7 separate regions of the Mus musculus genome follow, and all the other regions are linked to region 1. Evidence: chromatin contacts called from public Hi-C, HiChIP or PLAC-seq and Micro-C data. All regions are on one chromosome and are shown on one strand. Each heading gives the region's core, a stretch centred on a gene start, on an enhancer-like site or on the middle of the called end of the contact. The rest is flanking DNA. Distances are from core to core; before and after follow the strand shown.

Region 1 (3,857 bases), core at 630-3,129:
GTAAAGGAACAATAAATGTGTCTCAGCTGCTTTGCTGAGAATTATTTTGCTCCTTCCTGTTTGTTTTGTTAAGTTTCAGCAAAACACTACCTACGAGCTTAAACGGTCTTCGGAAAACAGGGGAAAAAATACATTTAACGAGTAGTTTTGCCGTCTGGGAAAGAGACTAGAAGTAATAGTTTGAGGCTTTTGGCAGACACAGCAGCATACTAAGACGTTCTATTGTCATGTCTGAGTTCAAATGTTATTTTTTGAAGATGGTCTAATGGGCACAATATTCACCCAGTATCCACAGAGAGACAGACAGTGTCGTGAGTTGGCCTCTCTCAGCCTGGTCTCCAACCACCCCGTTCTCCTCCCCCTTAGGCAATCAATCTTATCAGTCGAGTGTGTCCCTCCAGCGACACTCTACAGTTACAGCCAAAGAGGAACTAAATTGCCTTCAGACAACTTTAATTAATTATACAAAACGCCACCTAAACCGAAGGGGAGGGGCACACTATTACACCCTCGACTCTGTGAATTAACAGGGAAAAGCATCAAATATCTTAAACGCCGAAGTCAGTGGAGTATGGATCGATTCACATTTTCCAATATAATAAAAACCATTGACTCAGTTCTGCTTCAGGCTGCTATTTTTCCCAAAGTCTAGATTACAAGATGACTCAAAAAAATTATTTACATCATTCCATCCTTCCACCAATCACGTTATACTCTGGACAAGAGTCCAGCAAGGAAAGTCAAGAGTTAAACCATAGAGAGAAGGAAGAGAAGGAAACGCAGAGGAGGAAGCACAGAGTTGTGGCGCTGGATCTCCCAGGAAACTAAAACACTCCACACCACTCACGCGCATTAGTGCGCTCGTGAAAAAAAAATAATAAAAAAATAAATAAACGAACTCACTATGGCCATACTGACGGCAGTCAAGGCAAGCTGGGCTTGCTTTCTCCCCACCCCTGCTCTGCCCAAGCCCATCAGGTGGCTTTACCTTGAGAGTGAGCGGTGTGATCTTCTCCTTGTTCACCCCTTCGGGCAAGAAGTCTAACAGGCAATCCAGAACGACGTCCTTCACAGTCTGAAACTCCTCTTCCCCACGCAGGTCAGCGCAGAAGATGAGGTCCAGGTCCTTGTAGCCTAGGCCACTGTCCTGGTGCAGGACGTGACTGGCGGCTGAGCCGTTGAGGCGCACGTCGCGGACACCTATGCCCTTCTCTTCCAGGCGCCTCCTCACCACCTTCACAATCAGGCTTGGCTGCAGCTCGAGCGTGGGGAAGTTGCCGCGCCCGTGGATCGGGATGGTCTCGCTCAGAATGCCGTCCAACCGCTGCACTTGCTCCCAGTTCAGCACATTGCAGTGCGCCGTGGGGCTTTCGCAATAGTCCGAGCAGCGGTCGCCGAAGCTGCTGCCGCCGCCGCCGAAGTCACCACCCAGGGGGATGTAAGGGCCGCCGGTCAGCTCGTCCTCTGCCATGGCAAAGTACCCTTCGCCCTCGGCCATGTAGTGCCCTCCGAAAGCCACTTGGCCTTGGTCAGTCCTAAGAGGAAAGAGTGGATTTAGGGGAGCGGCAGAGAGGTGTGCGGGTGAGGGGACAGGGGTCCCGCCGAGGGGCCTGGGCTTCCCCTCCCCGATCGTGACGCCCATAGTAGCCCTCCTCCCCCAACCCTCACCGACCCCAATGCCCAGCCGCGCGCCGCGCCCCGCAGAGCAGCCCCGCACCAAAAGTATCTCTGATGCATCTGGAAAGCACAAGCGAGAGTCCCGTCTGTGTCACCTGGAGGCGGCCGCCCCTTCTAGGAGCGCAGGCGAGCGAGGAACCGCGAGGCGGACACACTTCGCAGGAGCTGCGAGTGCGCTCCCGGCAGCGGCCCGCGACTTCTCCGCGCCGACCCCCGCCGCGCCCTGAGCGTTCCCGCCCCTTGCCCGCGCCCCGCCCGCGCCCCCGCTGCGGTGGTCTCGGAGGTGGCGGCTCTCGACGCCGCCGATGCCACCGCGCACACTCGCGTCTCTGGAGCTTTAGCAGTTGTGCGGGGGGAAATGTCTTCAGTACTTTTTTTATACCGGGCTTCTCCGCGCTTCCGGGGCCCCAGCGCGCAGCGCTCGCCACACCCTCTCATTTGCATAGAGCACCGCCCCCAGCGCTGGGTGGACAGTCGCCGGAGCTCAGAGCTGCTGGAGCTAGGCCAGGGTGCGCAGCCCCTGGCTATGAGCACAGACAGATGCCTGTGGCTCCTACGTGTAGATTTATCCATTTCTGCACGTCCACACACGCGCGCGCGCACACACACACCCCTAAAGAGGAGACACTTTGCCTCAAATGTGATAGATGGCCATCAAAACCGGATCAGGGTTAAAAATCACGCAACTATAGAAACTTCCCAAGCCTAGCCTTCTGGCCGGGTGGAGCGCGTCATTGCCGCGTAACTGGGTCTCCTGGAGGTTCCCTCAACAGTGTCCGTTTGTGGCTAGACCGCCGATTCCACTCTGGACCCTGGGCCAAGTGTGGTCTCCAGAGGCAACTGGTCACGCACGTCAGTCTCTGTGAGGGAGGGGGAGGGTTTGCTGAGAACTGAGTTTCGATTCTCGAAACCTCGAGAAGTGCTGGTGGGGGGGTGGGGGTGGGGTGGGGAGTCCGGTACCAGCCAGCCAGCCTGAGTGCGCGTCCAGCTGCTGCCCGCGAGCTGGGCAGGCGCGCGTCTCCTATCACACAGCTCCGCGGGCTCGCGGCCAACCCGCGGGGTCTCGGAGCGCAACCCCAGCAGTGCACGAAAAGCGGCCGCCAGGGTGGCGGTCCTTCGGCTCAGACTTGGGAGAAGCGCGTTCCTCGCAGCCTCTAAGGTTCTCAGTTCTTAAGCGGATAAAACGTCAATGATCAAAGTAGGCTCTGGCTTCTTACCGGCCATTAAGGGCAAATTTAAAAGACGAGAAGTTTCTCCCCCTCCAGCTTCAGTCGCCAGTGGAGTGCTTAAGGGTTGGAAAAGGTTATCTCTGCGCTCTGGCACCGCACTGTTTGCTAGAAAGCTCCCTGCTTTCGCTTGTCCACTTCCTCCGCCGCCCCGCTGCTGCCTCCGTTCAAAGTAATGCTTTGCAGTCCTTGATCCAGGTAGAGGCTGTGAGCCGAACGAGGCAGTCAGGGTAGAGAGGAGAGGCCCTGAGATGAACAGCCATTACCCCCATGACCCTAGACAACTTCAGAGAATCAGCCTCTGAATTTAGGGAGCCCTGGTCTAGAAGCCCAACCTGAGTTGAGGGATGGGATGCAGGGGTGTCGCCCACGCAAATCTAGCTGCGTGACAACGCCGCCCCCTGCTGGTGCCCCGTGGAGCTGTGAGTCCACAAAATGGAGAAACTAGAAGCCAGGCTTTCTTAGCATAGGCCGAACCTAGGCCAAATTGGATTGAGCGATGAAAAGGAGACTTGGATCCCAACCTTGTTCTCAAATCCCACTGCTTCCTTTCAGGACATGTCCAACCATGAATGCTACCTAGCAACACATTTTGTATATATGAAATTGTCTGTGTATATGTGCTCGCGTGCCTCTGTGTGTACGACAATCTCACATGAGCTTGCATGTGACAGTCTAGCTATATAGCTCAGACTGACCTAAAAATCAACCTCTTCTGGAGTGATGTGATTACATCTGTGAGCCACCACCTCCACCCTGAGCTCTTCTACACACCTTACAGCCTTCAGGCCAAGAAAGGGGCCATAGGGGGTTGGAAATAAAGGGATTAAGAGGTAATGATCGTGATGGGCTCAGGCCTTGAACACTCGTTTGACTGTGAATGCTCTCGCCCTAAGAGATGTCAGTGGCTTAGTTCTTCCGTCTTGGGGGGGGGGGGACACTGAGGCAAGCACC
Region 2 (3,803 bases), core at 1,266-3,765, 220 kb before region 1:
AAAGGATATGTTTAGATATTTTGGAAGATAAGCAGTCTCGAGTACTGCAGAACCGCAAGGTTCTGCTGTCAATCTAGGCTTTCTGAAGTGCTCCGAATCCACATGATCCATTAGCAAAGAATGTAGCCAAGAAGTGGAAGACCAATGAAGCCCAATCCAAGCCACAGAGGCAGCTACAACACGGTCTAGGCTATATGCCGTGGATAATATGGAAGTTAATTAGATCAACGCATGTCCTTAACTTCTCCTGTTCTACCAAGACTTCTTCCTCTTTTGTTTACATTTAACAGACAGCGTCTTAGAAACATTACAGAGTAAAAGTCCAGGCATCTTCATCTTTGGTGATTACCTGTGTGTTAGCAAATCTATGACTTGTCCTGATTCACTGTTGGGAAGCATGAGCAGAACTTGAAAATATCATCGTGGTTGTTGTGAACTGTTCAAAAGCACTAGCACTTTGATTCGTTTTCCCGTTATGGTTTAAGTACAAAGCAGTCTGAATGAAGACAATTGTCAAAGTTAGCTGCCAAGGCTATGGGGGTGTGTACCTTATGTACCTATGGGGGAGGGAAAGTGGTTTTGTTTTAATTTTGTGTTCTCCTTCCCCCTCCCCACTCTTTATAGGCTCTAAATGCAGTGGTTAAATGCAGCTAACCAGTTCCTTAGAATGTATTCTTTAGTCAAGTCTAACTTTAGGCATTGTATATGGACAAGCTTGATTGTCTGAACCAAAAAACAGGAACATAAAATAAACATCAAAGTCCTCACTAATAACATTTTTATATTGCTGGCAAGTGTAGATTCTCTGATCCACCCCCAACTCCATCATCACCATAAAAGGAAGGAGAGAATAAAGAAAGTGTGTGAATTTTGTATGGCTTATGCGGAAACGTTCATAAATTTATGTTTTAGTAGAATATATTTGTTACTCTAGAAAAAGCAAATAGAAATAAAAGCTAAAGGATTCTGAAGAATTAATGAAGAAGCAATGGGTCAATGGAATAGAATATTAATTACCAAGCTCAGCACATGAATGTCCAACTGGTTTTCAGACAGTGTGAATTGAATAGTATGTGGGGGCTGGGGGATGGGATCTATCGTTTTAATCAGTGGTGCTGTAACAATTAAGAGTTGTGGGAAAAGGAAATAAACATTCTCTCCAGACTCCAGCTAAAAAATGGGCCATGCTGGAAGTCAACATAGAACCACTACAAATGAGGAAAGCTGTTTAAAACAGCATAACTTCTCCTTCGGCACAATGTGAACCTCACTGAACCAAAACCCAGAGAAGACACGTGGGGCTCAAAGTACAGCAGTCTGGCGATGCAGGAACTAGCTAGAGGAAGGAACAGATGAAGAGCTACCAAACATCTACTGCACCATGATTTTTGCCTCTTTCCTTCCTGAAAGCTTTTAGCCAATTCCTATACTACTTATGATTTTTCTAGAAATCTTACAATGACTCAAAACTGGTAGGTTGCAATGGTAAGTGTGATAAATTAGTACAAGTCATTATTTACCACTCGATGTAGTGAGTGCATGGTCATCAGAAACACACAGCGATCACGCTCCCCACCTCCCCCACCATAAATGGCTCAGCTTTCCTACATCAAGGTTCAGCCCACTTCCTATTCCCTCCTCAGGCCCAAAGTCACATGGTGCCAACAGCTGCTCTGTTTCATGCTTAAACTGACAGTTGAATTTCAGGACTGGGTGATATCACTTTTGCTGGCAAAAATGAAGAAGGTTCACAGAGCTCTTTACTCCTTGGGCTAGAAACTTTATAAGACATATGACATAGATCCACCCATCATTTCCAAGCTACTTGTAAATTAAACAATGTCACATCTGTTTGGAGTTAAAAATGGTTCCTTCCATAGCTTTCCATTCCATCTTCATCTCCCCCGTCCTTATAAATAATGTACATGAGACCAACTAAATCACAATTAAATTGAGATAATACTCATACGATGTTTCCTTTGGTAAAAAAATATACTTTCTATATGTGTCATTTTTTATAGAAAGCACTCATTCTATGTGATATGGGAAATTACTTTTATGTATAAAACTTTACATGACTGAACAATAAACGTCAATAATAGAGAGTGAATTTGCATCATACAGACATTTTTATGACCTACTAGAGAACAGAAAAGATTATGTACCTTCTCCTTGTATTATTATCATATGTATTACTTTATAATATGAGGTCAAGGGATTAGCAAATGAAGAGACTGGTAAACAACATAAAACTAGAAGACAAAGTGAAGTGTAAGAGGAAATTTATAAAATGAAGTCCAGAGTGTAGACATTGATGGATGGAACCAGAAAAGGTGGCTTTAGCAATCTAGAAAAGGAACCATGTACTCACAAAGAGACCACTAGACAGTTGAGGTTGGATGAATAAATTGGACTTCAGTAGGACCATAAAAACCTCAGTGAGAAGGTAGTCTAAGGATGTTTCCTGTTTTCTCTAAACTATAAATATTTCTCTGAAGCTCATACAATAGAGCTTCCAAAAACTCTCGGTGCTTATATCTAGAATGACTAAGAGGGGTTTTTGCTTACACAGACTCTGTCTGCACATTCAGAGAATCAATGTGGGCTTGTCTGAGTACTTAGGAGACAGAAACCTTTCTTCTCCGTGCTGGTATATGACAGTTTCAATTGTGTAAAGTACACCTATGTGTCAAAAACTTAATCTGTAGGGCAATAAAGTCAGGAAGTGTGTTCTCATGGGATGTATTCAGTCTATGGGAGATCTGCCTTAAGGATGGATTTGGGTCAGTTACAAATGAGCGTGCTAATGGAGCTGATTATCTCATACCCTGGCATTCCATTTGGCACATCATATCACTGAGGTCTTGGTTTGATATGAATCTCTCAATGTGTGCCTTTTCAACTGTCAGAACTCTATGGCTAATAAATTCCATTTCCTTGTATATTGTCTAATCACTGGTATAACATAGGCTTAGACAGTCTCTCTTAATAAGCAAAGCAACAAGTATTCACCTTGCAGATCAAATTCACTATCACACAGTAGGGAGGTCTATTCTGTGCCATGGACAACCAGTATAGTAAAATGAAACACTTACAGATATCCCAATACTACACCTAGGTGTAAATACTGAGAAACATGGAAAGCTAAGAATTTTTGTACATGTACGATATCAATACCAATGATGCTGCAGCAGAAAAAAAATACAAGCTCAAGGTCTCAAAAACCTGCAAAGTCATAAAATGATGTATTTTACTTGCCCATGGGGAAAAAAAACAGTTCAGAAGCCAGAACTGTGTTTCCTTATTCATATCAAGATTTACATGGTCCTGGTGGGAGAGGGTGTTCATTTATGTGTGTATGTGGGTGATCAAGTTAGATGTTGAGGACTGAAGAATATATTTAGAAATTTGGAAAGATAGTACAGGGAGTTTCAATTCATATTTTCTCTACTAATCACCTCTTACAAGCCATAGTTCCTTTGTTGAACATTGCTACACTCTATTAACTAAACTAGCATTGGTGTTCAGATTCTACCAGTTTTTCCTAATGCTTCTTTTTAATTCCGGGGTCAAGATCAGAATACTGCACAGAGTCAGGACGCCTGCTCTAGACTTCTCAACTTGTGTGATGTTTTCTCAATCTTCATTTGCAATGACTCTGGGAGTTTTAAGGAGAAATACTCAGTACTTTATAGAATCTCACTCAGTTGGAGCAATGTTTGGATGATGTTTGCCAAGTAATTAGACCAAGGGTACGGACTTCAGGGAAGGATCGCGCATGGGCTTGCCAACATTCTTATCAT
Region 3 (4,101 bases), core at 650-3,149, 250 kb before region 1:
ACTAATTGTCTTAATCACCCCTAAAGCTTTAAAAAGAAATACAAAGTTTTCAAAAGTATATTTTTGTTTCTAGTTAACAAACTTTATTTATTCTTTTAAAAAGTTAGCTTTCTTTTTGAATAGTATTGCTCATGAGTATGTCCAAGTATTACAATGAATAGAATTATAAGCAAGTTATGTTCTGGCAGATTTTGAGTATTATAAAAATAGTAGACTGAAATTGCATAAAATTAGCCTGATGTGACATGATGGAATCACATGTTTGCTTTATGAATCCAATTCCTGACACACTTTACCTGACATCTTTGGAACCCTGCTACTACTAAGTGTTTCGTGAAATGAGAAGGATGGCTTAGGACCCCATGGACCTATAGATAGGGGCTCTCATTGTCAAGGGAAATCACCATTTGGTTAGAGGGTTGGAACTTTAATCCTCATCCCCTTATTCCCAAAAAAGGAGGGAGAGACAGACAGACAGACAGACAGACACACACACACACAGAGAGAGAGAGAGAGAGAGAGAGAGAGAGAGAGAGAGAGAGAGAGAGAGAGAGAGAGAGAGAGCAGGGCTGAATTCAGTGGTCAATAATTTATTTAAGCATAGCAACATAAAGAAGCCTCCACAGAAATCCAGTATGATAGAATTTGGAGAGTCCTTGTGTTACAATGGCACATCATAGCTCCACAGTGACAGAGGTTCCTGTATTTCTCTCACGTTTACTCTAGCAATTCATTTGAATCCTTGTAAGTATCCACATCTACTATACCGGTAGCAAGCTGAGTATTTCCCCAAATTCCACCAGTCATTATAGTGCTAAGAGGGATAGTGGGAATCATTGATTTATTGTCAGTTAATCAAAAGCACTCAATGCCTGAATCTGAAGTTAGGGACAGTTTTGTGGGGCTGAGTCCTTCCCCTGTGGGAGCCCATTCTAAGTCCAGGTAGACATGGTTCCATCTGAATCTCATTATTGAACATACACTTCACCTCGTGTTGGAAAACTGACTAGTGTGGAAACGAGACCTACACAACTGCAGGCACAGAAATTTTACTCATTGAGTATCTGTAGTAAAAGACAAAGTACTTTTGTTCCCTGGCATGTTTGTATGTGAGCAGGTATCTTTTCATGCTGAGGCAAACATTTATTTGCTCTCCCAGCAAACATTTGGGGCCTACTGCTTGAGGGAAAAAGTATAGACAGTCAAGAGAGTCTTTGGCGTTACTAGGAGTCTATCTACTGATTTAAAAATTAAATACCCATTCAAGATGAAAAGGTAGGTGAAAACAGCTTGAGGGAAGGGCTATTTCCTTGGTCAAATTTTCTAAACCTCCTCACCCACTTCTCTGGTTTCTCCTCAACTCTTCTTCCAGAAGCTCTGATCTGTGGCAAGATGAATCCATCTTTGCCTCTTGTGTCTTTCTAGTTTGTAAAGAACTCTGGATATGAGCAAAGTGGGTTTTATTCACGTAAAAAAAATAAATGGACATGTTTAGTGCTATCTGTCCAGCTGGAAGAACAAAGAGACATCCTTCCTCGGGCAAGTAGGGCTGGCTTTGCAGCTGGAACGACAGATGACAGGAAGACGGCGAGGTGAAGTAACTTATTTGAACAACTCTCATTTACCCATTGCACAACTTGTTTTGAACTCATTGGTATTAGCTCTGCAATCCTGTTTATACATTAAGCTATACATGATTGGCTCCCGGGGGCCTTTCATAATATTTTTCAGTGAGGAATGCCTTACTGAAGCAGTCACACGTCAGGAGAAGTTCTAGGTTTGCAAACTGATAAAATCTGTCACCTTGCCAACACTGTCTTTCCAGTCATCATATTTATCTGGAAGTTAAAGATTAAAAGACCTTTGTAAAGCAAACTGCAGCCTGTCAAACACAATCCTTGAGGTTCACAGGTAAACTGTTCCCTTGCTTGGTTAAACTCCAACTATCTTCAACTTTATGCCTGTACCATCAGCACAAACCAATGTTTTATGTTTACCACTTAAATGAAACAAAGAAAAATATTTTATTGGTTTTTTTCTCAAAAATTTTCAATTTCTTCTTTAGATTAGTAGAACAATTTTTTTTCCTCAAAACTTGTCTTTACTGTCTTGCTTCCATTTGCCCTCCCAATACAATCTTATTTCTGTCTTAAGTCAGGCAACCAAAACCAAACCATATTAATTGGGTTCTTTGTGTTAGTCACCTTTCATTTATTATGACAAAATGCCTTAGGTAAATTAAATTATACAAGAATAAAGGACCATTTTTAATCCATAGAGCAGAGGGATTTAACCCATGGTCACAATCTTCTCCATATAATTTAGTCATTTTTCCAGGTTTTACATAAAAATAGGATCACATGGTAAAAAATTAAAAAATAAAAAGTTTGTTCTCTACATAGCAGGCCAGGAAGCAAAGACCGTGATAGCAGTGGGGCAGGTTCCAATAGCATCCTCAATAGCATGCTGCAAGTGACCTCAATTCGTTCCACTAGTCACCATATCCTGAACGTTCTGCCATTTCCCAGTCATACCATAGATGGATGTCTGCACCATTTACATACAAGTCTGTGAGAATGTTAGCTCAAACCATATCATTATTTTCCCGTGCTCAAAGAGAACCTTCCTGAACTGTGCTGAGTAGTTTTATCACTATTTGACACAAGCAAACATCATCTGAGAAGAGGGAAACTTGGTTATGAAATGCCTACATAAGACTGAGCTATAGTCAGGCCTGTAGTGAATGTTCTTAACTATTGACTGATGTGGGATGGCCCCACCCATTGTAGGTGGTATCATCACTGGAATGCTGGTTCTGGTTTCTATAAAAAGGATGAGCAAGCCATGGGAAAGCAAATAAGAAAGCAACATTCCTCCATGACCTCTGCCTCCAAGTTCCTTCCATGTTTGAGCTCCTGTTCTGACTTCTTCAATAGTGAACTGCCATGTGAAAATGTAAGCCAAAAACCCTTTTTTCCCCAAACTTGTTTTCTATCATGGTGTTTCATTGCAGCAATGGAATCCTCAACTAATACATATACATATTAACAAACATAATCTACATTATAAGTTTGTCTGCTATTCTCTTTTTCTCTAAATATTAGTTTCATATTACCTAGGGAATAATACCTTATTTCGGTGTCTTGACTCATATACAACGTAGGAGTTCCCTTATAACTAAGACTTGATGCTGTGAAAATGTGAAGAAAACACATGGAAAAGAACCATGACATTTGTCCTACCAATAAGGTTTTTGAACTGACCCTAAAAGTTCTCAAAATAAAGCCAAAATTATATGAGTGGAATTATATGAAACAATAAATGTTTTTGTAGAGCAGTAGAAACACTCATAAAGGAGCAACAGGAATGCAGTGGATATAATCAAGATCATTTAAATACAGTTGTGAGAACATGAGCAAATATGTTACTTTGTACTAATAATATATGATGATAAAACATTAAAAAACAAAATCATGTCATTTAAAGAATAAGGTAAAATATTTCCAAACTATCTCTGCAAGAGTTAATGCCCCAAATGTGTAAGGGTTCATCTTGACAACAAAAAAGAGAGAGAAAGGCAGGAGGAGAAAACCTAATAGCATAGGGATAGGTAAAGACATTGTCCTAATGATGTTCACAACACTGCATATTCCTAGTTATTAGGAATATATATATTAAAATAATAATGGCATATCACCTTATACCTGCTAGAATGGCTGTCACCAGAAAGGAGGCAAATAGCAAATGTTGGAAAAGTATGTAGAAGAAAAGTAAATCATTGTACAATGCTGATCAGATTGTAAATTAGTAATGCTGTTATTCATTACAATTAAGCATTAAACATGGAACTACCATATGGTTCAACAACCTTTCTCCTAGGTATATATACAAAAGAAAAAAAGTCACTATATCAATGAGATGACTTCAGTTTCACGTTTACTATAGCATTTTTCATGATATCCAAAATGATAGATGGGTAGAGTAAGTCAAAAATGGTACATCTATACTGTGTAACACCATTACATCAAAAGAGAGGTGGGGAAGAATGGGGGAGGGAAGGAAGAAGGGGGGAGGAAGAGGAAGAAGGAAGGTGAGGAAGGG
Region 4 (3,887 bases), core at 362-2,861, 200 kb after region 1:
ACCTTTAAGTGACATTCTGTTTGCTTTTATTTTACAATTCAGTATACAAATTGCTATACTCTTCTAAATTTTTCCCATATTCTTAAAGATACTTCTATATGGAGCTGCCTATGTTTATCTATAACATTGACTGTGAAACTTTACTTGTATTTATTCAATACATATGGCTTCTTAAATTATAAATGTGCCTGTGTTTCTGAATAAGCAAGTGAAACTAAATGAGAGTTGAGGTTAAAATTTCAAATCATACTTGTCTCAATACCAAGAGGAAAATTACTGCATAAAATTAATACTAACCAGTGTCACTGGGGAACGTGTAGTCATGTCAATTGCTATGGAGAAGACTTTGTATATAACACCTCATGTAAATGTCAAACTGACCCTCTAAGACAGTTAAAAATGCATTCTCTGTTTTATTTTAAATCCCATTTTTACTCAACCACTTTAGCTGTGCAGCATGGATTAAGCTGGGCTTTCTTCATTTCTATTTTTTCTTCTCAAAATAAATATTAAAATAATATCTGAAATGAGGATTAAATGAAATTACATATATTACACCTCACACTATAATAGGTATTTCAGAACCTTCATGCCTCATTTTTTATTTGAAGAGCTTGAAATATTTTAGAAAGTTAAATAACTTTGCCAAAGCCACATGACTAGGGTACACTTGAGATTCTGTCTCAGGTCTTTTGGCCTCCTAAGCCCTGACTCTAAGCAAGTAGGCAGTAGTGCTCAATATACCCTTTGACAATTTCTGTCTTTACTATCTACCTGTGATATCTGCTGATAGCTTCATCAAAATTTAAGGAGAACTGAGCCAATAAATTTACTGAATGGAGGACAACCAAAGAAAGTATTATAATATTAGTGTCTGTTTCCTGAACAATATTTGTATACTCTCATAATTTAAACATTGGTTTAACCTTGTCAATGCCCAGATATCACAATATTATGGAGAAGTATACTAAGAAAAGTAAAGAGTTTTGTCTACCACAACAGAAAAACAACAGATGCTTTCTAAAATGGAAGACAAAAAGTCACCTACAAACTAAAATTAAGCACGGTTCGGCTTCTCAAAGGTGGATGCCTGTAGCTAAGAGAACTCGGGTAAGAGAAAGAGAGTGGTGACATAAAGAACTGATTTTTCCATTACAGACTTCTAAGAAATATTTGACTTTATAAAAATGAATATGTGTTTGATTAAAATTATTTTTAACCCATCTGGAATTCATATTGGATCATACTGTATGATAGAGATCTAATGTCATAGTTTCCCAATGGCCTCTCCAGTTGTTATCTAGCCTGATTTTAATTACAGTTCTGCCTCTTCTCATATGTTTGTTGTTTGGAGTACCCAAAAAGCAGAAATGTGAAGTCATATACACACACACACACAGACCTTATTTCTCTCAATTTAAGGCTACACCCTTGGATAATTTATACCTGCCTTTGTTCATGCTACACATGGAATCATTAGGGAGCTCACAAGCATCCAATACAACACAAAAAGTAAGGAATCACATGAAGGGCCCTCTGAGAACACTGCTTTCACAGAGTCTAGTACAAAGGCATCTTCCACTATTAGTCACTTGGAAGAATGCAAATTAAAACCACAGTAAGATACCCACAGTGTGGGGTAACATGATAAAAAAACATGCCATACTGAATGCTACTGAGAATTTGGAGCAACTAAAATTCTCATAAACTCACACTGGAAATAGAGGGTGTTGGGAATAGAGGGTATTAAAACCCTATTGAGAAATTTGGGGGAAGCTTCTTATGAAATTAAGCAAATATCTCCAATGAGCTGTTTCATGCTTAGACATTGATTGCACATTTTGGCAAAAACATTAGCACAGTAATATTCAAATCACTTTGTGTATAAAAAACCCAGAAGCAACCAAGATATCTGTTGGTAGAACAGAAAAGTTATGAGTGTGTGTGTGTGTGTGTGTGTGTGTGTGTGTGTGTGTGTGATAAAATAGTAGTAGGCAATAAAAAGAACAAAATATAAATCAAAATACTTTGACCATTCAAATAACTATTACATGTTAAATTGTGTCTATTTCTCAAAATTGCATGAATTTCTAATCCAAAATACTCCAGAATATGACCATAACTGAAGATACGACCTTTAAATAAGTTGTAAAATAAAATAAGGTCATAAGGGTTGGCCTTGACCCAATATCCTGTATCTTTAGAAGATGAGTATCAAAACAAGAACATGTATATTCAAGAATCTTCAACTGTGTTCATAGTGAAAAGCTGGCCATCTGCAAACAAAGTAGGATCCATCAAGAGACTCCCTCGCTGGCAGCACCTTAATCTTGGCCTTCCAAAGTCAACATCTATGAGAAAATAAATTGCAATTGTTCAAGTTCCCTGCATTTGGTATGTTATTGAATTAGCCTTGGCAGTTTAGTATAGATGATTCCAGATACATAAAATTCTATAGTGCAAAAATATCTAGCTGTAGAATAAAAGCAAAGCAGGGGTTCCTACATCACTTAGGTTCCTTCCACGTAAAGTGGGTGGGTGTGATGCTGAGGCTAAAGACAGACTACAATTCCAGTGTTAGAGGAGGAAACAAAATGACGCTGATCTGTGAGAAGTGGGAGGAAATGTAAACTAGTTTTCATTATTTCTACAGACTCCTCCTGCTGGGAAGAATACCCTAGGTTCCCACAATGTTAATTTTTTTAAAATCCTGCTATTCTAATAAGGACATTAATAATGAGAATATCCTGAATCTATTTCACATCTTTAAAAACACTAATAAATAAAATTTGGGTAAATATTGTTTGGGAAACTTTGCTATATTTATGAATCCAGACTAATAAAAATAATAGTAAACAAATATTTTACAAAATTTCAATAGACGTAAGGAGGTCCTGTACCAGTTCTTTAAGAATATACTTCTGTGCTGGGTCTGGAGAGATGGTTCAGTGGTTAAGAGTACGGATTGCTCTTCCAGAGTTCTTGAGTTCAATTCCCAGCAACCATCTTATAATGGCTTACAACCATCTTATAATGGAATCTGATTCCCTTTTCTAGTGTGTCTGAAAACAGTGACAGTATACTCACACATATAAAAATAAATCTAAAAAGAAAGAAAGAAAGAGAGAGAGAAAGAAAGAAAGGAAGGAAGGAAGGAAGGAAGGAAGAAAGAAAGAAAGAAAGAAAGAAAGAAAGAAAGAAAGAAAGAAAGAAAATATACTCCTGAGCCAGTTTTCCAAGATATTAATTGATAAATCTTGATTTGTATAATTTGACTTCCAAACTCAATTCCTTTTTGTATAAAACAAATTTTCTAGAAAACTCGTCCTTATAGTCTCCAAACACTAATTTGATGATGGTATAGCACTGTCAGGGTGTCAATGATGTTCAGAAAAAGAAGAGAAGAGAAGAGAAAAGAAAAGAGAAGAGAAGAGAAGAGAAGAGAAGAGAAGAGAAGAGAAGAGAAGAGAAGAGAAGAGAAGAGAAGAGAAGAGAAAAGGAAAGGAAAGGAAAGGAAAGGAAAGGAAAGGAAAGGAAAGGAAAGGAAAGGAAAGGAAAGGAAAGAAAAAAAAAGAAGTCCAATGGATGGCTTTCCACATACTTTTACAGGCCTTTCTCCAGAAGGTGGGTGAAAGAGAAGCAGAGTTTCATCAAGTCTATTGGCTTTCATATTAGTAAATATAAGATAAAACCTCTCATGTTTTCAGGAATTGCTATTATTAAATATTCAAATTCTGTTTCCATACTCTCATCTGGAAATGCTAAAATGCAAATTTATTTCCTTCTAAAACAATGTGATTGCCATCTTCATGGCTGCCTCTGTACTACCACATTCATATCATGGTAAACAGCATATAAATTCTAAAATATTTAGACATTTAGCCATT
Region 5 (3,787 bases), core at 309-2,808, 170 kb after region 1:
AAAAGCATCTTGTGTCTTTCTACTACATCCTAATAATTCATTCTTTTGTTGTTGTTGTTGTTGAGCTGCTCCCCATAAAAGAGGGTCTTTTAATATTCATTTGCTTGTTTTGAGACATGGTTTCACCAGATAGCCCCTATGAGGGAGGGACTTTAGTGATAAGAGGCCAGTGGAATGAATATTTTTAACCAACTAACTAACTAATTTTCAAGACAGTGTTTCTCTGTGTAGCCCTGGCTATCCTGGAACTCACGCTGTAGACCAGGCTGGCCTTGAACTTGGAGATCTGCCTGCTTTTGCCTCCTGAGTGCTGGGATAAAGGCATGTGCCATGAATTTTTTATTATTATTAGATTATTTTCTTCATTTACATTTCAAATGCTATCCCCAAAGCCCCCTATATCGTCCCCCTGATAATTAATTCTTTACTTCAATTTTTTTCCTTCAAAACCTACTGCAACTGTCTCATGCTCCCTGGAACTGCCAGCGTCTCTTATGCTCTGTGCTCCTCCTTTAAGTTTTCTAGAATGTTCTACAAGATCCCTTTCACCTGCAAATCATTTGCCTAATTCTTTTTTCTCCTTCACCAAAAGGAAAGCAAATGCTGAGCGGTTAAGCAGCTTAATCAAGATCCACCAAACCAAGCAATTGAGCAACTAAGATCAGACTGGTCTAGACCTCCTTGTGTGTACCACTCTACCAATCAGTTACCCTGCAATACATCCTAACCTCAGGAGATAAACTAACTTGCCATTCCTGTCCAAACATGGAGCTGGAGCACATGAGGAAACCATGCAAAACAGCAAGAAACCAAGAGCAAAAGCTGGTTTCAGATTAAGTCCAAGAAAAAGTATGTGGCTACTTGATATTAGGTATTTCCTGACAGCCTCAGACGATCAAAAGAGTGCACTCTGAGCTCAAGCACCAGGAAGAGTGGCTGCTCATTTGCTCCCATTCATGAGCTCCTCAGCAGAGACAGCAGCACAAAGAGCAAAGATTGTTAGTAAAGCCTAACCGCTCAATTACCCAAGTAACCGTCACTCCCATACAGGCCTCGTTGTCTTGAGAATAAAGGAAGTGGCACACCAATAGGATCGTAACCTCTAAGCTGTCATCACGAAGAGGGTCAATGTGTCGTAACACCAACACACTGGGCAGAGAGACAGACACTGGGAGGCTCATCTAATAAGGTCTGTGCCTTCATCTTTCTGTGAAATGACTCACACTTATAACATTGGGTATGCATAGTGACAGAGGAGATGGGGATCTAGAGAAAGAAAGAAAAGAGGAAAGAAGAAACTAAGTAAACAGGGTAAAGGAAGGTCTACTGTTTTAGACTGTTTTACATTATAGTCATAGTCTTGACCCACAGGACTGTGAACCTGTTACACAAACACATACCACACACACACACACACACACACACACACACACACACACATACACACACACACACAAATAGTTTATTCCATGTAGCAGGTGGCAAGAGAGCTGATGTGGCCTGACAGCTGGCCTTTCTGGGGCTCATACAGTGCAGCATATGGAGGAGGCTCAGCAGCCCACACTGAAAGTTGATCATTAGAATGCGCAGAAGCAAAGCTCATGTAAACTAAAGTACCATTCTACATTAGCCAGTCTGAGTGCCAAGTGTGGCTCAAACAGCTTCTTACTTGCTCATTCTAAGCTCTGGGGCATGTAGGTACTGGCAAAGGTGAGTAACTTCTCAGCTTTGAGAAAACCATTGAACTGTTAGAGTACTTAAAATTTTAATGTCCCAATATCATTCTAGACACTTCTTTGCTTCTTATCTAGCATCTACTGTAAAAAGTCAGGGAACCTGCTCTGCTAGAATCCCTGATGAAGCTAACCAGAAACACCCATGACTAAGAGTATTGGAATTAACTACACTTTCCTCATGAATTAGAGACTAGCTTGTACATGATAAGCTTAAAATTAAGTTCCAAGTAATCCTAAAATCAGTCACCAAAATACAGGGGGAGGGGATGTAGTGAAAAAAATATCATCTTTTAAACAGTTGGTTCTGCAGAATTTTTTTCTAACAAAATATTCCATAGCAAAGGGTTTTGGAAACCTGAGTGTAGACAGTAAGTGTGAAACTTAATGAAATGTTTAAGCAAAGCAGTGTGATTCTGTTCATAATGTTGAGGGAAATGTCTTCCTTTACACTTTAATGGTATTCATAGGTGTACTAGCTACTTTATAAAATGTTATTGGGCAATATGCTTTATGATTATGATGCTAGATGACCATCTTAAACCCATACAGACTTCATTGACTTTAAAAAATATTCAGGTTTTTTTTTCAGTTCCAGAAAAATTTCACCAAAAAAAAAACAAAACAAAAACAAAACAAAACAATACAAAACAAAACAAAAACAATAGCTTTCTTTTTGTACTACTTAGAAATGACCGAAGACCAGGCCATTTTGGCTTATCCAAATGAATGTAATCTTTTTTTCTTTTCCAGAAGTGATATTTAAAGTTTCACAAAGTAGATGATACTCCAAAATCCTAAGAGTTTATCAAGTCAATGAAACATAAATACTTGGGCATTGTCAATATGCACCAGGAAGAGGAGAGAGGGAAGTGGCCTTTCCGGCATGTGCTAACCTCATTTATTAACTTTATTCAGTGAAACTCAAAGGATATTTTGAAGAAGCAGGAGACTGATAATGTCATTATGTATATTCTGATTAAGTGTGGCCAGGGTTTAAAAGTTATCTCTAACTTACTTTATTCATGGGACTTCACCTCAGACTTTCAAACCATTTGACCTCTGTGCATTATTTCCCAGCTGGCCAGACATGAACTCAGAAATCAAAGTGTCATGAGAGCAAAAGAGAATACATCTAGACTGCCTTTATCCTATCCAGTGCTGGTTTGCATGCAACATAATTTTCTTCCATGGAAAAAGCTCTTTGCAAAACAGAACTAGCATACACCTCTGAAGAGGAAAACACCACACCAAAACAAACTCACACACTGAAAGAAAGCCCAGTGGTCCATTGAACATTCAGGGTAAGACTTAATATATATGAACAAAAAGCTGCATCTCCTTTTCAAAAATAAAAATAAAAATCTGACAGCTTTTGCCATTAGAGGCCTCTGTTACAAACCACCTTAACCAGGAAGTCTCAAAGGAAAGCTGATTCCCTGTACAACTGACAGTCTTGGAGCTCAGTCATGTGCAATGAACCAAATGTAATCGTATTTCCTCCCATTTGGAACTTCCAGAATTTGAGCCTTGGGGAGCTCGGTGTGTTACCTCCTGGTCCCATGTGTCTTCAGCTCCCTTCTTTGAGCTAAAGACAGACTACCTGTCCACCGAATCCTTCTCTGAAAAAGTGGAAGCAAACAGGTATTAAGACACCTTAGTAGTTTGATGAGACTCTGTTAACGAGCTTATGTAAACAAATACATTAAAAGTATTTTGGTGGCAAGAAAAGTGCATCTCTGATGTAGGTTTTGTGATAACAAATATTCACAGCATTTGCCTTCTGAGGGGTCAGGAGGGCCTACCCGCTCACATTCTAAATGAAGAGCATATCCACTACAGGACATCTAAATAGAGACCCAACATTATGGTGCTCACTGAGCTAAAGCCATGAGGAAACACATCCCAACTAAAAAGGCAGTTTACTCTGTAAACAGTAATTTTCAATTGACATTTGACTTTGGATAAGTTGAAACATCTGAGCCTGAATCCCACACCAAATTAAAACACACATATAAATCACCCCCTTGGGGCTGTGGTCCTTTCAGAGATGG
Region 6 (3,865 bases), core at 373-2,872, 240 kb after region 1:
CCTGACACTGCATAAGAGGCCAAGTTCTTTGAAAATGAAACTTCCATTCTAGATATTAAGAAATCATCATAAAACGTTTTCCCACTCCACAAGCCTCTGAAAATTACTCACCAGATAAATCACCTGACATACAGTCTCAGAATGTTCGAAATAAGAGGAGTCTTGGCTGGAGAAATTACTCACCCATCAAAAACTCAGACTGCTCTTGGGGAGACTCTGAGTTTGGTTCTAAACACCCACAGAGTTGGCTAACAAACACTTGCAACTCCAGGTCCAGGGGACCCAACACCCTCTTCTGGTTTCTATAAGCAATGTACAAATGTTCAGAAACACACAGAGAGACGCATAATTCAAATATATATACACATACACACACACACATATATATATACATATATGTGTATATATATATGTGTGTGTGTATGTGTATGTATATGTATGTGTATATGTTTATATGCATGCTGAAAGGTAGTTTGGTAATTAAAATAAAAGCAACAACTACTTTTCCAAAGCCCCCTAGGTTTGATTCACAACATATTCTTGGTGGCTACTTATTATTCCAGTTCCATAGGCTCTGATACATTTTTCAAGCTCCCCAGGCAGTGTGCACATGAGGTATATAGATATACATGCAGGCAAGACACCCACACATAGAATTTAAAAATGAAGGATAAATACCTCAACAATATGGATGCCTAAAGAAGACTTGAACAATGGCAACACCAATAGTCATGCTAACATGAGAGAGGGGACATCAAATAGGGCCCACCAGAGACAAATAACTACAGGAAGCTAATGACTTCTGAGAAAGGAGAACTTAGCCTTTCCCAGGGATGAGCCCCCTAATGGGTTATCCAAATTCAAGTGGCCAGCCCTGAAATTATATGCATATGAGCAACACTAAATGGACTTAACAGGTTTTATATATTTATGTACTTGTGTGTGTGTGTGTGTGTGTGTGTGTGTGTGTGTGTGTGTGACAGTGATACCATAATAAAGAAAAATAGGCCATGAATGGTTGTGGTAGGGGTTGAAAGAAGAAAAGAAAATGGAGGAAATGATATAATTACATTTTTCTTAATTCAATTAAATTAAAATTTAGAAATAAATATATGTATACACAGACATACACACATGTATGTATGTATGTATGTATGTATGTATGTATGTAAATCAGCAAACCCTCATGCATTCTCTATTACTAGGAGACTGAGACCCAATGGCAGGACATAGCAGGTTTTGTACAACATAGCAGACTAGTGGTAGAGTCAACCTTCACAGGAGCCTTGCTGGTTTCTGAACCCACTGATCTTCCACGTCAGTTCCTGGATAAGGACAGAATTCTACAGGCTAGCTAGTGGAAGCTACCTTTCCATTCAGTCTCCTTTCCTCCACACTGATTTCCTTCTCTAGCCAGACAGGACCTGATTCTATCAACCGATTTTCTAATACTGACTGCTTTCTCCTCTGTGTGCCCTGCTGCCCAGTCCTGAATACCTAAACAAAGGGAAACCAATAATCTGCCATCTCCATTCCTACTCTAGGTTTTTGTACACAAGTTGGGGGAAGTTACAAGCACTGCATGAAGTTCGGCTTCTCACTTCCCCTGCCCTCGGCAACAAAGCTTCCCTTTCGCTTCCTCCTATTCTGCCCATTCCGGAACCTTCAGCAGACCTCCCAACCTCCAGCGTTCTCCTGGGCTGCATGTGGCCTCTCCTCCTGCTTTCATACCCAGTGTTCTATGGGTCGACTGAGCTACTTACATTTCTGCAGGCCCTCCATTCTTTGATTTTCCCAGCTACTTCTTCCGGTCCTTGATATATCATCTCTCTCTTTCTGCTCTAGAACCTATTTCCTTGTTGTTGTTGTTTCTGGATTCTCTGTGGCATAAAGACATCCTTAAATCATTCTGTGCCACTGGGAGAAAGTATTGATTCTGCAGCATCTGCTCTGTCTCTTTTCTCCACAACTTAATAAGCCCCTTAGCTTATTCTTCTTGTAGTTTCAGATCGGGCCCATTATGCTTACCGTTTTCCCAACAACATGCTGGAAATTCATGATTCCAATCCTTTGTGTTTCTAAGGCCAAGGAGAAAATCTGACCTATCATAATACACAATGGTATTTTAATATTTTCAAATATTTCTCTTTATGAGAAATTTTTAAATGAGCTCACAATTTGTCATGATTGTTTTTGAGTATACAGTCCCAGGCATTGAGTACTTTCAGAGTGTTGTACAACCATGATCATGGTTCTTTTCCAGAATGTTCTCATTTTCACAAGTAGAAACTGCATGCCTACCTTATAACAATTCCACGGTCTCTTCTGCTCTCACCCCCTAGCACCTACCCTCTATTATACTAACTGTCTCATGAAATTTGACCAATCTAAGTAACTCATATAAGTGAAATCCTACCATATTTGCCCTTTCATGCCAGGCTCATTTCACTTAGCAGTACATTGTGTGTGTGTGTGTGTGTGTGTGTGTGTGTGTGTGTGTGTGTGAGAGAGAGAGAGAGAGAGAGAGAGAGAGAGAGAGAGAGAGAAAGAATGTTCTCATGGAGATGTGGGGTGGAACCAAAACATCCCTCTCTACCCTGCTCTTTTTATGATTCCAATGACAAGTCAAAGTTTGATTCTACAGAAACTCAACATTGTGAATGAATGAGTTTATCAGGCTTAATTATAAAGGGTGACAGGTTTCTGGTATGAGCATCACTGCAGAGCAGTCACACTGGAAGGTCTGCACCCAGCCCCCAGTGTGCAAAGGACACACCCTTCCTTCAGCTCTTTTCAGTCTATGTGCTTTAGCCCATATCTACACCCCGGAGACCACAGGCAACTGGGGCAGATTGCATACAACTGACTAAGATTAGTGACTAGATACTCAGATTAAGGGTCCAACAATCCTCCCCAACCCCTTTTCCTATGAAGGAACTTCAATCAACAAGCTATGCCCACTGCAAAGATCTCAAGCAAGTAGAAGCAGTTTAGCCTGCTAGTTAAATAGTTAGAACCGCATTTAAATGTTGGAAACTGAATCTAGTGCTTATGTTTTGAAGGTTATCTTTCTGGTTTAATAACATTAACCATGAAGTCAAGCTTTATGGATCAGTACGTTTTAATTAAATGATGTGGCCAGAGATAACGAAAACTGAAGCCAAAATGAGTTTGTTCACAGGTAGAAATCTGTGAATACTGTTCTTACAGCAGTAGAAGATCATTGATAATAATATCACATAGCATGACAATTGAAACATAGGAACAGAAAACCTGTGTTTCACATATGTGAACCACTGAATAAATATTAACTTTGGTTTCAAAAATTAGTATAAGCATATAAAGTAATTGCTCCATCATTAAAGGGAAACATAAAAACTGAGTTTAGAAATTAGTTCTACATGAATTGTAGTGGCAATCTTGCAGAAACCAATAGTGGTCTCACCAGGAACTGCCATTCGTGTGAACAGGATGAATGTTATATTAGATAGTTGGTCAGGAGAATTTCAGAAGGTAAACATTATATTTGTCTGGATGTGTCTCAGCATCAACAGTCCGCTGTACATTCCTGGTTCAGGAAAGCTTTGTTTTGGACCTTGCTGTCCATCTCTTCCTCCTTCCTCATCAGATATAACTGTATTTCCCAAGGTTGCCATTAGTGCTTTGTCATTCCTCCAGGTTTCTGGACGCCAGCCATTCACATGACCCTCAGCTCCACCATCCATATGAACAGCCTTGATCTAACTAAGACCTTACCACCACAAGTTGCTTTTAGGGATCATAAGACTAGAGAAAGAAAGCAGAAAGTAAATGAAATGTTCCAGTTGACCACAAACAAGAAATCTGTGGGCTCAGCAGCAGGGAA
Region 7 (4,076 bases), core at 1,069-3,568, 220 kb after region 1:
GTGATACATGAACAGTATATATAAGGCAAATAAGCCCTTATTCCCAAAATTGCCTTCAGTCATAGTCTTGTTTTGTTTTGTTTTGTTTTGTTTTCTGTTTTTGAGACAGGGTTTCTCTGTATAGCCTTGGCTGTCCTGGAACTAACTCAGTAGACCAGGCTGGCCTTGAACTCAGAAATCCACCTGTCTCTGCCGCCCAAGTGCTGGGATTAAAGGTGTGTGCCACCACTGCCCGGCTCAGTCATATAGTCTTTATTACAGCAATATAAACCAAACTAAGACAGCAATACAAACAATAAGATACCAATAAGAAGGTAAAAGATTTATACACCACAAACTAGAACTCTCATCAGACATAGCCATTCTACTGCTAAGTGTGCATCCACTGAGCTGTCAGTATATAACAAGGAATTATTGATCAGCATACAACCAGACATATTTATCACAGAAGTATCACAATTGCCAAGTTATGAATCTGACCATGATAAAATGAATAAGATGAGGTGTGTCTACACACACACACACACACACACACACACACACACACACGCATGTTCTTTACTCATGAAGAATAATTAAATACAGTCTTCAAGAAAATGGTTGTAATTGGAGATTGCTGTGTGAACTGAAATAAGCTAAACACAGAAAAGAAAATACCACATTTTTCATCGTATGTGAAATGTAGGGAAAGACACATGGAATATAAGGAGACTATTAATTAAAAGAAGAAAATAGAAGGAAAGGACAAGGAACAAAAAGGAAAGGGGAATAAATGTGATCAAACATGTCATGTGCATGCACAAAATATACTCTTTCTTAAAATGGTTACATGTTTATGAATCCTTTTAAAGAGAGAGAGAATAAAGATCTCTTTTCCTTCACATGTTCAAACAAGGTTATTGATTGAGTGAGATGATGACCAGTTAAGCAAAGATACCTTAAAATGAAATCTATCTGACCATAACTCCTTGCTCTTGCATGTCCTAGTGTCCAAAACTAATGAGTACTGTTTTTTTCTTAAATCCACTTAAGCTGCATCATTTAGACTCAATTAACCCTGTCAACTAAGCCAGGATCACTCATGTCTCTCACCTTAGCATTCCTTCTTAACAAGTGTACATCCCAGATTACTAGAAAGAGAACGCTATCAGTATGCTAGTTCCAGTACTGTTTGTATTGTCGGGTTGTACCCATTGTATGGATATGTTGGGTTTTGACACATTATCTATAAGGAAAAAATAAAAGCAAAGATGCTATAAAAGGAAGAAAAAACACCAAAGAGTCTTCTCAGTGAGTAACTAACCTGTCAATCAATCCATCATTGCTACAACCTATGAAAAGGTAAGTAGGTTTCTGAAGACTAAGACTTCTTTCCTGTTTAATCAAAAATAATGTAATTTATAAGAACAGGGAGAAGAATGGCAATTGGTAAATTGGTTCAAGGCCTCTACTTAGCTTTGTGTAAAATCTTTGTGTGAATTTAAAAATTAAGCTGTTCCTCAATTCCCAAAGAAAGTAAATTTATTATTGCACAATGAGACTCATGAACATCACCAGTCCAATTTGGGAAAATAAGAATGTAGGCAGCTGACCGCTTTGGCATCAGTAAGTGACTGGCCCAGGGGGATGATAAGCAGTTTATCTCATGTCATTATTTTTCTTGGTAAAAAGTAATCCTTCTTTTGATTCATCACATTTAATGATAGTTCTAGAACATTGTCTCAAGAGACTCTCCACTACTGGGCATCAGAAGAGAGTCTGTCCATCCTGGTTACTCAATGCCAAATCAATTCTGATTCAAGACCAAAGCTAATATTAGAAGGAAAAAAGTCTTCAAGTGTTTGTTTATTTTAAAAGAACAAAATCTACTCTAGAGAATAGCAAAGTGCAATCCTTCTTCCCACAGGAGTGTGGTGATGGGTGCTATATGAGGCCAGGCCTGGGAGGAAAGACAAGGAAGGTTGTTTTGTTCTGTTTTGTTTTGTTTTGTTTTGTTTTGTTTTGTTTTGTTTTGTTTTGTTTTGTTTTGTTTTGTTTTGTTTTCCCCCTCCCATTTTCAGACTAGCCATCTGTGACTTAAAAAGAAAAGAAAAGACAAAAAAATGTCTTGGAGAATCTTTCCCTGTGGCCAGTGTCTTTGAGAGTTCACTTTCTGTTCAGAATGTGAAAGGGACATAATTATTTCCATGTCTGACTAATATGTGCTTGTTTGTGAAAGACTCTAATCCCATAACCCATCTGGATCATGGTCTTGGTGTGTATTGAAACTCAAAAAATAAGGGCTGTTTTCATCCCAATGACTGAGTCACCGTGTCCTTGGGCAAGTTATTTTCTCTGTGTGTAGCCGATTTAAAAACACTCAGTTAACTGTGTCCCTGACCCCCTTACCTCACTGGGAAGCTGTCAGTGTTAACAAATAATAAACCCATATTTTTAGAGTAGAAAGGGAGAAATGGCTTAGATTGTTAATATTATTTTTTTGTCTCTTAAATCCATTTTGTACATCATAAAATTCCAAAGTGGATCTCAGGGAGTCAAAAGGGAGGCAGAGTTCTCATAAAGATACAAAAACCGTAGTTGACTTTGTAAGACAAATCCTATGAAAGCCACAAAAGCCAATTACATTGATTTATTTGAAATAGAAAAGAAAGAGTGGCTTTGTACAGAAAGCAAATTATTAAACAAATAAAAACTTATAAAGTAGGCCTTACTAGGCAAAGCATCGCAGTATAGCGAATATACACTGATCAGGAATGGAAGGAAATTCAGGGTCTAGTTCTTGATTTCTAGTTTGTCCCTTGGCTTCTTTAAGTGTCAGTTTATTAAAGAGAAAGGAAATGAAAGGTCTATAGAAATAATTGTAACTGAGTCTGCTGTATCAAGCAGAACAACATCTCAATGAGCTGATATAGAAACTATTCCCTAAATGTATAGAGCACTGTGCTGTGCAGGCAGTAGGTTGAGTGGCTAATGCTGAGCCAACTCTGCCTCCTCTCTAGTCACCATAGCATTGCTTTATTTGCTTCAAGGACAGTGGTTACACCAATTTTCTTGGACAAGAAGACCATGCCCAGCATGTTCCACATGTTCCACATAATTAGAATTCCCACCCAGCCATTTTTCACTTTGACAGACAAAAAAAAAAAAAAAAAAAAGCTTGTGTTCCATGTTTAGGCTATCCTATGATTGAAATAAAAAGCTTTTGAAACTGGAGGACTGGGAAACAACAAACTGTCTTCTTCTCAGAAGCCTAAGGCTCTTCTGGCACAGAGGTGTGTTAGTGACACAGGAGTCAGTCTTCCATTCAAAAAGAAAAAAATCAAGGAAAGGGTTTGTGGAAGAAAATTTGCAACATTTTAGAATATAAGATGAAAAGAAAGCAGTTTCTCTAGAAAACTCCAGTGTTTTCTTCGACACTGAGATTTAGCCTGCACATCAGAAAAATCACAGAACAATTAATTAGGAATCACATGGAATGTCCTTAACAGCTTTGTCTCGTGGTTGATATTTGACCATTCTGACTTAGCTCAGAAAATAAGCTCTCTACATTTTTAACATTCGAGTTGTTCAGTTTTCATGGGTCACTCCAACTCATCTTTATGTCATGTTGTCACTGAATCACATTATGCTTATACTTGGGCATGGGGCCACCCCTTGCAGAGCTCCTGGTGTGCTCTTGCCTGTCTTTCAGTGGTCCTAGAGCATCACTCTTGAACATCTGGCTTGGGAGCCTTCAGCTGCTTTGCTCTGTCTCTCCGTTCCTTCTTCCTCTGTGTTGTACTTTCAGGTCATCTTGGGGAATGTCCCATGGGAAGTGAGCTCTCAGATGCTAGTCATCATAGGTCTGTGTGTGAGGAGGATGACTAAAAGTAATGAACCCAGGAAAATATTTACAAGAACAACTTCATGATTACAAATAAATATTAGAAATATGTGTGAAGGAGAGGAAGAGAGAAAGAATCGTTCCTCAAAACTGAGCATCAGATGAGAAAGTTGATTTATTTTAGGCATGAGGTTGTTACAAAGGCAAATAGAGAAGACTTGGAAAATCAATGTTACTCCTGTATTTCTCTTAC

The links. Hi-C and Micro-C count contacts between places; a contact is called where the count stands out from the background. HiChIP or PLAC-seq counts read pairs in DNA pulled down with a chosen protein or histone mark.
Region 2: a contact with region 1 is called in a BATF HiChIP or PLAC-seq map of CD8 T cells, with 5 read pairs. The contact joins the enhancer-like site here to the promoter of Tent5a in region 1. A contact is called at or near these places in 5 of 39 promoter capture datasets (3T3-L1-derived adipocytes, embryonic stem cells, liver and 1 more), 5 of 484 Hi-C or Micro-C datasets (CD8 T cells, Th1 cells, cerebral cortex and 2 more), 11 of 115 datasets of contacts at active chromatin or transcription factors (CD8 T cells, Th17 cells, bone marrow-derived macrophages and 6 more) and 4 of 9 other capture datasets (adipose tissue, embryonic stem cells, liver and 1 more).
Region 3: a contact with region 1 is called in a Hi-C map of liver, with 2.9 times the contacts expected there. The contact joins the enhancer-like site here to the promoter of Tent5a in region 1. A contact is called at or near these places in 3 of 39 promoter capture datasets (the 3T3-L1 cell line and liver), 4 of 484 Hi-C or Micro-C datasets (group 2 innate lymphoid cells, liver and uterus), 9 of 115 datasets of contacts at active chromatin or transcription factors (Th17 cells, bone marrow-derived macrophages, cardiomyocytes and 4 more) and 2 of 9 other capture datasets (adipose tissue and embryonic stem cells).
Region 4: a Micro-C map of granulosa cells shows a contact between it and region 1, with 4 times the contacts expected there. The contact joins the enhancer-like site here to the promoter of Tent5a in region 1. A contact is called at or near these places in 6 of 39 promoter capture datasets (the 3T3-L1 cell line, 3T3-L1-derived adipocytes, the HPC-7 cell line and 3 more), 10 of 484 Hi-C or Micro-C datasets (the G1E-ER4 cell line, Th2 cells, adipose-derived mesenchymal stem cells and 6 more), 8 of 115 datasets of contacts at active chromatin or transcription factors (acute myeloid leukemia, bone marrow-derived dendritic cells, bone marrow-derived macrophages and 5 more) and 2 of 9 other capture datasets (adipose tissue and macrophages).
Region 5: a contact with region 1 is called in an H3K4me3 HiChIP or PLAC-seq map of bone marrow-derived macrophages, with 6 times the contacts expected there. The contact joins the enhancer-like site here to the promoter of Tent5a in region 1. A contact is called at or near these places in 4 of 39 promoter capture datasets (the HPC-7 cell line, HPC-7-derived erythroid cells, embryonic stem cells and 1 more), 8 of 484 Hi-C or Micro-C datasets (ECoMG myeloid progenitors, the G1E-ER4 cell line, embryonic stem cells and 5 more), 3 of 115 datasets of contacts at active chromatin or transcription factors (bone marrow-derived macrophages, intestinal villus epithelium and stem cell-derived neural progenitor cells) and 1 of 9 other capture datasets (adipose tissue).
Region 6: an H3K4me3 HiChIP or PLAC-seq map of bone marrow-derived macrophages shows a contact between it and region 1, with 7 times the contacts expected there. The contact joins the enhancer-like site here to the promoter of Tent5a in region 1. A contact is called at or near these places in 5 of 39 promoter capture datasets (the 3T3-L1 cell line, 3T3-L1-derived adipocytes, HPC-7-derived erythroid cells and 2 more), 7 of 484 Hi-C or Micro-C datasets (the HPC-7 cell line, bone marrow-derived dendritic cells, bone marrow-derived macrophages and 3 more), 9 of 115 datasets of contacts at active chromatin or transcription factors (bone marrow-derived macrophages, embryonic stem cells, extraembryonic endoderm stem cells and 5 more) and 1 of 9 other capture datasets (macrophages).
Region 7: a contact with region 1 is called in a Micro-C map of granulosa cells, with 3 times the contacts expected there. The contact joins the enhancer-like site here to the promoter of Tent5a in region 1. A contact is called at or near these places in 1 of 39 promoter capture datasets (hematopoietic stem and progenitor cells), 1 of 484 Hi-C or Micro-C datasets (granulosa cells) and 7 of 115 datasets of contacts at active chromatin or transcription factors (acute myeloid leukemia, bone marrow-derived dendritic cells, bone marrow-derived macrophages and 4 more).

Annotation. Positions count from the first base shown.
Region 1 is chr9:85,325,271-85,329,127 of GRCm38.p6, forward strand. Tent5a (terminal nucleotidyltransferase 5A) reads right to left here and starts at 1,880. Exons shown (of 3, transcript NM_001160379.1): 1 at 1,773-1,880; 2 at 989-1,535. The coding sequence starts at 1,498.
Region 2 is chr9:85,105,001-85,108,803 of GRCm38.p6, forward strand. No RefSeq gene overlaps it. Among named protein-coding and RNA genes, the nearest start is that of Tent5a, 220 kb to the right of the region's middle. Within about 2 kb of position 2,516, at least 7 of the 459 cell types and tissues checked have an H3K27ac peak or open chromatin away from gene starts, as enhancers often do. A contact at or near this core is called in CD8 T cells, Th17 cells and regulatory T cells, where this site is marked.
Region 3 is chr9:85,078,417-85,082,517 of GRCm38.p6, forward strand. No RefSeq gene overlaps it. Among named protein-coding and RNA genes, the nearest start is that of Tent5a, 250 kb to the right of the region's middle. Within about 2 kb of position 1,900, at least 4 of the 459 cell types and tissues checked have an H3K27ac peak or open chromatin away from gene starts, as enhancers often do. A contact at or near this core is called in liver, where this site is marked.
Region 4 is chr9:85,523,325-85,527,211 of GRCm38.p6, forward strand. No RefSeq gene overlaps it. Among named protein-coding and RNA genes, the nearest start is that of Gm25125, 53 kb to the left of the region's middle. Within about 2 kb of position 1,612, at least 7 of the 459 cell types and tissues checked have an H3K27ac peak or open chromatin away from gene starts, as enhancers often do. A contact at or near this core is called in adipose-derived mesenchymal stem cells and granulosa cells, where this site is marked.
Region 5 is chr9:85,495,988-85,499,774 of GRCm38.p6, forward strand. No RefSeq gene overlaps it. Among named protein-coding and RNA genes, the nearest start is that of Gm25125, 25 kb to the left of the region's middle. Within about 2 kb of position 1,559, at least 69 of the 459 cell types and tissues checked have an H3K27ac peak or open chromatin away from gene starts, as enhancers often do. A contact at or near this core is called in ECoMG myeloid progenitors, the HPC-7 cell line, bone marrow-derived macrophages and 4 more, where this site is marked.
Region 6 is chr9:85,567,444-85,571,308 of GRCm38.p6, forward strand. No RefSeq gene overlaps it. Among named protein-coding and RNA genes, the nearest start is that of Gm25125, 97 kb to the left of the region's middle. Within about 2 kb of position 1,623, at least 34 of the 459 cell types and tissues checked have an H3K27ac peak or open chromatin away from gene starts, as enhancers often do. A contact at or near this core is called in bone marrow-derived macrophages, macrophages, microglia and 1 more, where this site is marked.
Region 7 is chr9:85,544,128-85,548,203 of GRCm38.p6, forward strand. No RefSeq gene overlaps it. Among named protein-coding and RNA genes, the nearest start is that of Gm25125, 73 kb to the left of the region's middle. Within about 2 kb of position 2,319, at least 16 of the 459 cell types and tissues checked have an H3K27ac peak or open chromatin away from gene starts, as enhancers often do. A contact at or near this core is called in granulosa cells, where this site is marked.